Linked DNA regions of Acanthopagrus latus: region 2 is linked to region 1. A link is a contact called in public Hi-C data. All regions are on one chromosome and are shown on one strand. Each heading gives the region's core, a stretch centred on a gene start, on an enhancer-like site or on the middle of the called end of the contact. The rest is flanking DNA. Distances are from core to core; before and after follow the strand shown.

The links. Hi-C and Micro-C count contacts between places; a contact is called where the count stands out from the background.
Region 2: a Hi-C map of muscle shows a contact between it and region 1, with 2.3 times the contacts expected there. The contact joins the promoter of asb6 here to the promoter of slc15a4 in region 1. A contact is called at or near these places in 2 of 4 Hi-C or Micro-C datasets (both in muscle).

Annotation. Positions count from the first base shown.
Region 1 is chr5:4,740,440-4,743,432 of fAcaLat1.1, reverse strand. It overlaps slc15a4 (solute carrier family 15 member 4), which reads right to left and starts at 1,497. Exons shown (of 9, transcript XM_037097138.1): 1 at 1,296-1,497; 2 at 507-1,127. The coding sequence starts at 1,079. glt1d1 (glycosyltransferase 1 domain-containing protein 1) reads left to right here and starts at 1,505. Exons shown (of 12, transcript XM_037097140.1): 1 at 1,505-2,117; 2 at 2,715-2,866. The coding sequence starts at 2,050.
Region 2 is chr5:4,975,353-4,978,345 of fAcaLat1.1, reverse strand. It overlaps asb6 (ankyrin repeat and SOCS box protein 6), which reads right to left and starts at 1,375. Exons shown (of 7, transcript XM_037099168.1): 1 at 1,255-1,375; 2 at 619-768; 3 at 296-441. The coding sequence starts at 728.

The DNA.
Region 1 (2,993 bases), core at 248-2,747:
CACATGATGTCACACTGCACACCCAATCTTACCGTATACAGAAGACAAATCTTACCATTATGACAAAATAGAGCTTGACCTATGCACAATGTTTGGGGCTAATGCCAATATTAGAGAATAAAATAATCAGAGATTGATATATCACCCAGAAAAGAAATGTTTGTCGCAGTAATTCCCCAATCGTGATAAAGATACATAATGGAGGCAGGATATGTTAAAAGATTAACAAGAACATTAATCGTCAAAAATGAATCAGAAACAGTAAACTTCACTGCAAATTTTAAATCACCGCAAGCTTGTTCTTCTGAATAATGTTCCGTAAAAACAAGAAGTTTTCATGTCAGCTGATATGTCACAACATATAGGCCAACACCCATTTGTCCGGTATTGGTCTTTATATCGGCCAACTGATATATCATCCTGGTTCTATAATGAACACCATGTCACCTCCTCTCTGCATTCTTTAATTCACACTTGGTGATATGAAAGTGCTGTCCATACTTTACCTGATCTGCCCCAAAGGGAGTGATGTTTGACTTCACAGTTCCCACACCTAATGCAATCAAAAAAAGTCCTGTGTAGACTACTGGGCCACAATATGGGGCTCGAATAGGGCAGGTCACATTGCTTGCAGTGGTAATGTTCTGACACTCTGCAGGTTGCACAGGAAACGCCATCTCTTCTCCACACAGGTCTATCCTGGTTTCATCATTTGAAATGAAAGGGAAAAACAGCATGCCGATAAAATACAGGATCAAACTTGCGGCTATCGTCCAGAACTTCCCGAGGTAAGCATCTGCCAACCAGCCTCCAAATGGTGAAATCAGGTAAGTAACTCCCATGAACATCAGAGGTGCCTGGCTCGCCTGAGTGCCCTCCCAATAAAAGGGACTACCATTGAGAAAAAGAACAAGATTGGATGTGATGCCGTAGAATGCAATCCTTTCTAATGATTCAGCCAGCAGGATGGCTGCACATGCCAGTCTCCTTCCCTGGAAAACTGATGGTGGTGAAGGTCTTTGGCCAGAATCTGAGTCCAAAAGAGGGGTGCTCTCGTTGGCATCCCTGTTGTTAGCCATTCCCAACTTTCAGTGACTTAACTTCTTGTGTGCAATAAGAGCTCAAACCTGTAAATAAAACACAGAGGAGGTTAAATAAGTTAGCTCATACAGAGAGACCACCTAGCTGTGCCTAACTAACCCTTCCTTATCATATGCAACACAGCCACTAAACAGACCTAAAGTAAGCTAGCTTCAGCATAAAGCTAGCATGGTAAGAGTTTGGTTTGACATTACCTTTAATTATTGAAGTACGCCCCAGTGGTGTTCAGTTATCTCCATTAACTCAGCGCTGAAATGCTTACTTTGTCAAGTCTATAGTCAACACTTCGTCAAAGGAGAACTGGAAGTCAACAGAAAACAGTGTGTCACAGTACTGTCGCGTGACACACCGCTCAGTCAACAAGCTGTCATAAGTTGCGTAGCTGTGGAGACGATCTGTAAGTGAACCGTGCCGGACGCGTCCACTGAAGCAACGCGATCAGCCTTATCCGTGTGATTTGGAAGTTACTTCCGTTTGCGCAAACCTTGTTCCGCCGAGAAAGGGAAGTCGTTACGTGGTTGCTTTTTCTTCTTTTTTTTGTAACCGCCGATTCTAGCGCTGTCAGACGTTTCATGCTCAGCTTTTGGTTTTTTGTGTTGTGTTGTCTCGGTCCAAAAACTACACTACGTACTGAAACAGGTCAACAGAACCTGTGCAGTATGTGCTACCGTCATGTGTTTCCGGGGGATCAAATAGAGGACGGACTTGTAAACATGAAAAGCGTGGGTGCGTTGCCCATAGCGTTGCCAGCTAATGAGCTAGGCGTACTGTGCTCACATCCAGCCCGGGGTGTGTAAACATGAGTTTCAGGAAATGTGATAGGTGTTGAGGATAGCGAGCCTTCTCAAACGGCGCACAGAGCCACGGCTTGCTGCAATATTCCCTCAGCCTTTTATTTTAAATGTTTACATTCTAACAAGTTAGCCCGTCAGAGCCTGTTGTAAAGAAATGAAACTACTCTTTCTTGCCTGCCTTAGCCCCCAAACTGGGAACCACACCACAGCTGAGAGGATAAGGTAACTGAAACTGTCGTTAAGTGCAGCTAGCTACAACAGCTGTTGCTAACGGTAGTTATTAGCAGTAGAAGAAGTAGTTCAAATGCTGATAACCTAACCACATTGTGAAAGTGGGAAACTCTACTACAAGTGAAAGTAATACGTTAAAAATAATTGAATACTGGCTTATTCTCACCAACATGTACTTAAGGTATGACAGCAACAGTACTCATTGTGCACCATAAGGTTAGCTGTCAGTGTTTTACCATTATATCTGAAGGTTTGGAATATTAGTATAGCACCTGAGTACATGTAGTTAGTTAGTTATTTTACATTCTATCAATGAACATGATTTCCACAGTGACACTATGTGAGGCAGTAACTGGCCGTGTAGTTAACTACTAAACACGGCTACATGAAAATAAAGGTCCTGTAAACTGTCTACTGTACTGTTGCCTTTAAATCAGCTGTAACATGATTGAGGGGGGTGATGCTCAGAAACCAGGTAACACTTGATTAGTAAAACCAAATCATTTTGTGACATAGTTCAATTTATTTTGCTGTTACCATCCTGTCTTCCCTCCAGCCAGTCATACTAGTATATTTATTTTATTGTAGGTCCCACATTGAATCAGCAGGACACACCTGTGAGCTCAGAGATGCTGCAGAGTTTCAGTCTCCTGCTGAGGTGGCAGGACTTGTATCTCGGAATCCTCCATTTGAGGGTGTGCTGGCTATTCACCTGTTCAGAGCAGGCAGGCTTCTTTTAGGTAAACAATCACGCTGTTACATGATCTGTTTACTTGTCTCCATAGCTTCATTCCATTGTGTTTATCAGATTAATAGTTAACACAGAAGTACAGTTTTGATCTGTCTCACAGGGGCAAATGTCAACAC
Region 2 (2,993 bases), core at 126-2,625, 240 kb before region 1:
TGCATACAGAACGGGGGAGTGAGATCCAATCACCACTAGTCACCGGAGACACATGAAGGAGATGCATGTTTATGCCAGGTGGGAACGGACGCACATAAAGGTGTCTGCTTGTGATAGGATCGCTCAGAACAGATGATGATACCAGGCGGGAACAGGGCCTCGGTGTAACAGAAATGCTGATTGAGTGCATCATCCAGAGTAGCTCATGGAAGTAGACTGGTTTCTCCTGCTGACAGCTCCTTTTTCCAAGTGCTTGCACAATGTATTTAAAGCATCCACACACATCGTTTCTCACCTTCAAAGTTTAGATCAGCCCCAAAGCGTAGAAGGATTTCAGCAGCGTACACCAGCCCCTGCTCAGCCACCTTAAACAGAGCATAGCTGATGCCTTCCACAAACACCTCAGACTGGGACTCCCGCTCCAGAAGCTCCACCAGAGACCTGCACAGACCAGACTCAGGTCAATGTATGAAACGCCACCAGTGATTCCATCAAATGCATTTAGCACTGGCTGCGGTTATGACAATGGCTTCAGTGTAAATATCTACAACAGACAATTATGCAACAGAGCATCGCCTTCCAGGTGCCTGAAGAATAAAACCGTGGCTTCAGTATCACCTGCCATCGTGTCCACCATCTGCCCCCTCCGGTCCGACAACACCCATGACAGCGTCCACCAGCGGCTGATACTCATAAATGATCCTCCGGAACCCGTGGAGGAAAGGCATGGCTCCTGCGCGCTTCACGACACGAATCTTCAACCAGTAACTAAAAGACAAAACGAAAAAAAAAATACTTAAGTTAAGGACAGAGGGCGTTTAATGTGACAGAGGGGGCAAGTCACGTTCACGATCAACTTGTCTGACGTTATCTCTCGAATTCAGCTGACAAATGTCTTTTGGAAATGGGCGGCACTTGACGCTGACTCGCTAACGTACACGCTTTAAAGAAAACCATATCACACTAATGAGTTCATCTGTTTTTCTGCTACAAAGGCACTGTTCAACTTTATTTTTACCGGCAGCTATTTAACGTTGCATCTGGCTAGCTAACTTGGGAGAGCTGCATTTATGATTTGAGAGAAAAAAGTTTTATTGTTAGCTAAAAGGCGAATGTTAACTTAAAACTCAGCTCTAGCATTGCTAGCTCTGCGTATCGCTGTACGCTTGCTAAATTATTAATGTAGGGGTTTTCTGGATAATAAACAAGCCAAGTTAACAGAAACTCACTCTAGCAGTCACGCCAGTCATTTACCTTCAAAACAGGAAAGCTCAACCACGCCCATATCAGTCCGACGCTGTTTTTATTCCCCTTTAAAACGCAAGAGTAACGAAGGTTCCACTTCCGCTTTGTCCTGTGCGGGAGCTACAGCAACAGGACTGATGTTCTGACCTTTGCAACTATAGATTAGTATTAACCAGTGTTGTAAAAAAATAATAATAATAATAATAATAATAATAATCAAACGTCATACTTGAGTAAAAGTAAATAGTTTTAAAATATTATTTTGGATTTACTAGTTTTTGAGTAAAGTCCTCAAGTATCTGGTAAATGTAGGTTACTTATGTATTAAAAGTCATTTCTGGCAATGAATGTACTTACATATCAAAAGTAAAAATAAAAATAAATCACACAATAGCTATATTTAAATGTGTGTATATTCTGTATTGTATTGGTCCACAGATTATTGTATCCAATGGCTAAATAAAGGACTATACTTAAGTGATTGTAGCGAGGTATTTGTGCTTGACTTGAGTTTGTTCCCCTCTGTTTCTACTACTCTGAGGTATTTGTGCTTGACTTGAGTTTGTTCCCCTCTGTTTCTACTACTCTACTGTATATGTCCACTTAATGATATTTTTAAGACAAATATTGCACTTTTACAGTTCAACATTAATGTAATAACTTCAGTAACTAGTTATCTTGATTACGTACATGCAGGTTACATAGTGCATCAGAGCCGGTGAACTGCATTTTTGAATTGATTCATTAATGTATATCATTGCCAATCAGGTAGTAATATTTTAACAGAACATCTTTATTTTTACTTAAGCATAACACTGATCGTATCTGATTTCGTTTTTGTCCTGATTTCCGATAAATTAATAAAATAATGCACTATTTTTATTCTGATACAGTTTGCAATCTGAAAAGTAAGCAAGTTATCAAATAAATGAGTACAATGTACAATATCTGCCTCCAAAATGTAGTAGACTGGAAAAATAAGTTAGCAGAAAATGTTAAGTACAAGTAGGCCTAAGTCAAAACTTAAATACAGAACTTGAGCAAATGTATTTGTTTACATTCCATTACTGTTATTAACACCAGGTTGTCTGAAGTTGCAAGGGAAGGGAAAGGTGTAAGAATTAGACCACTCAGCTGTTGTACTTAAACATAAGTCACAGTAAGAGGAACATTTGCTAAGTGCGTGTCCTAAAACGATGCTCACCTGTGGGGCATACATCAAAATGACACATGAAAAATTCAACAGCGTCTGGCAGATAGTGCAAAATGTTGGACCGGAGGCATACTGTCAGCTACACCATTAGAATTTTGACATAATCTTGGATAATTCTAGGAATATTTACATTTTTATCAGGAAAATATTCCGTTCTATAGAGACACCCCAACTCTCAACTGTGAACATATGTGAGACTCAATGAATGTCCCTTGTTAGTAAGTAAGCAATAAGCATGTTTGATCATGAAGACTGTACAACATAATGTGTTAAATGGCTACAGACAGATCAAATTTCACAGACCATAATTCACATGTACCTGCATGTTCTGACCTGTATTTAATAACATGTATCATTATGTTCCTGTCTTCCAGAGATCAAGCCACTGATTAACACTGTTGTTAAAGAAATCATATGTAACCACCAGAAACAGCTGAAATGTCTTTCATCTGTGCTGCAGATAAGTTTCAGACAGCAGCTTTTTTCAGACAGCAGATTTTGTATTTTTTTTTTTGACAACTGTTTATGCTGACAG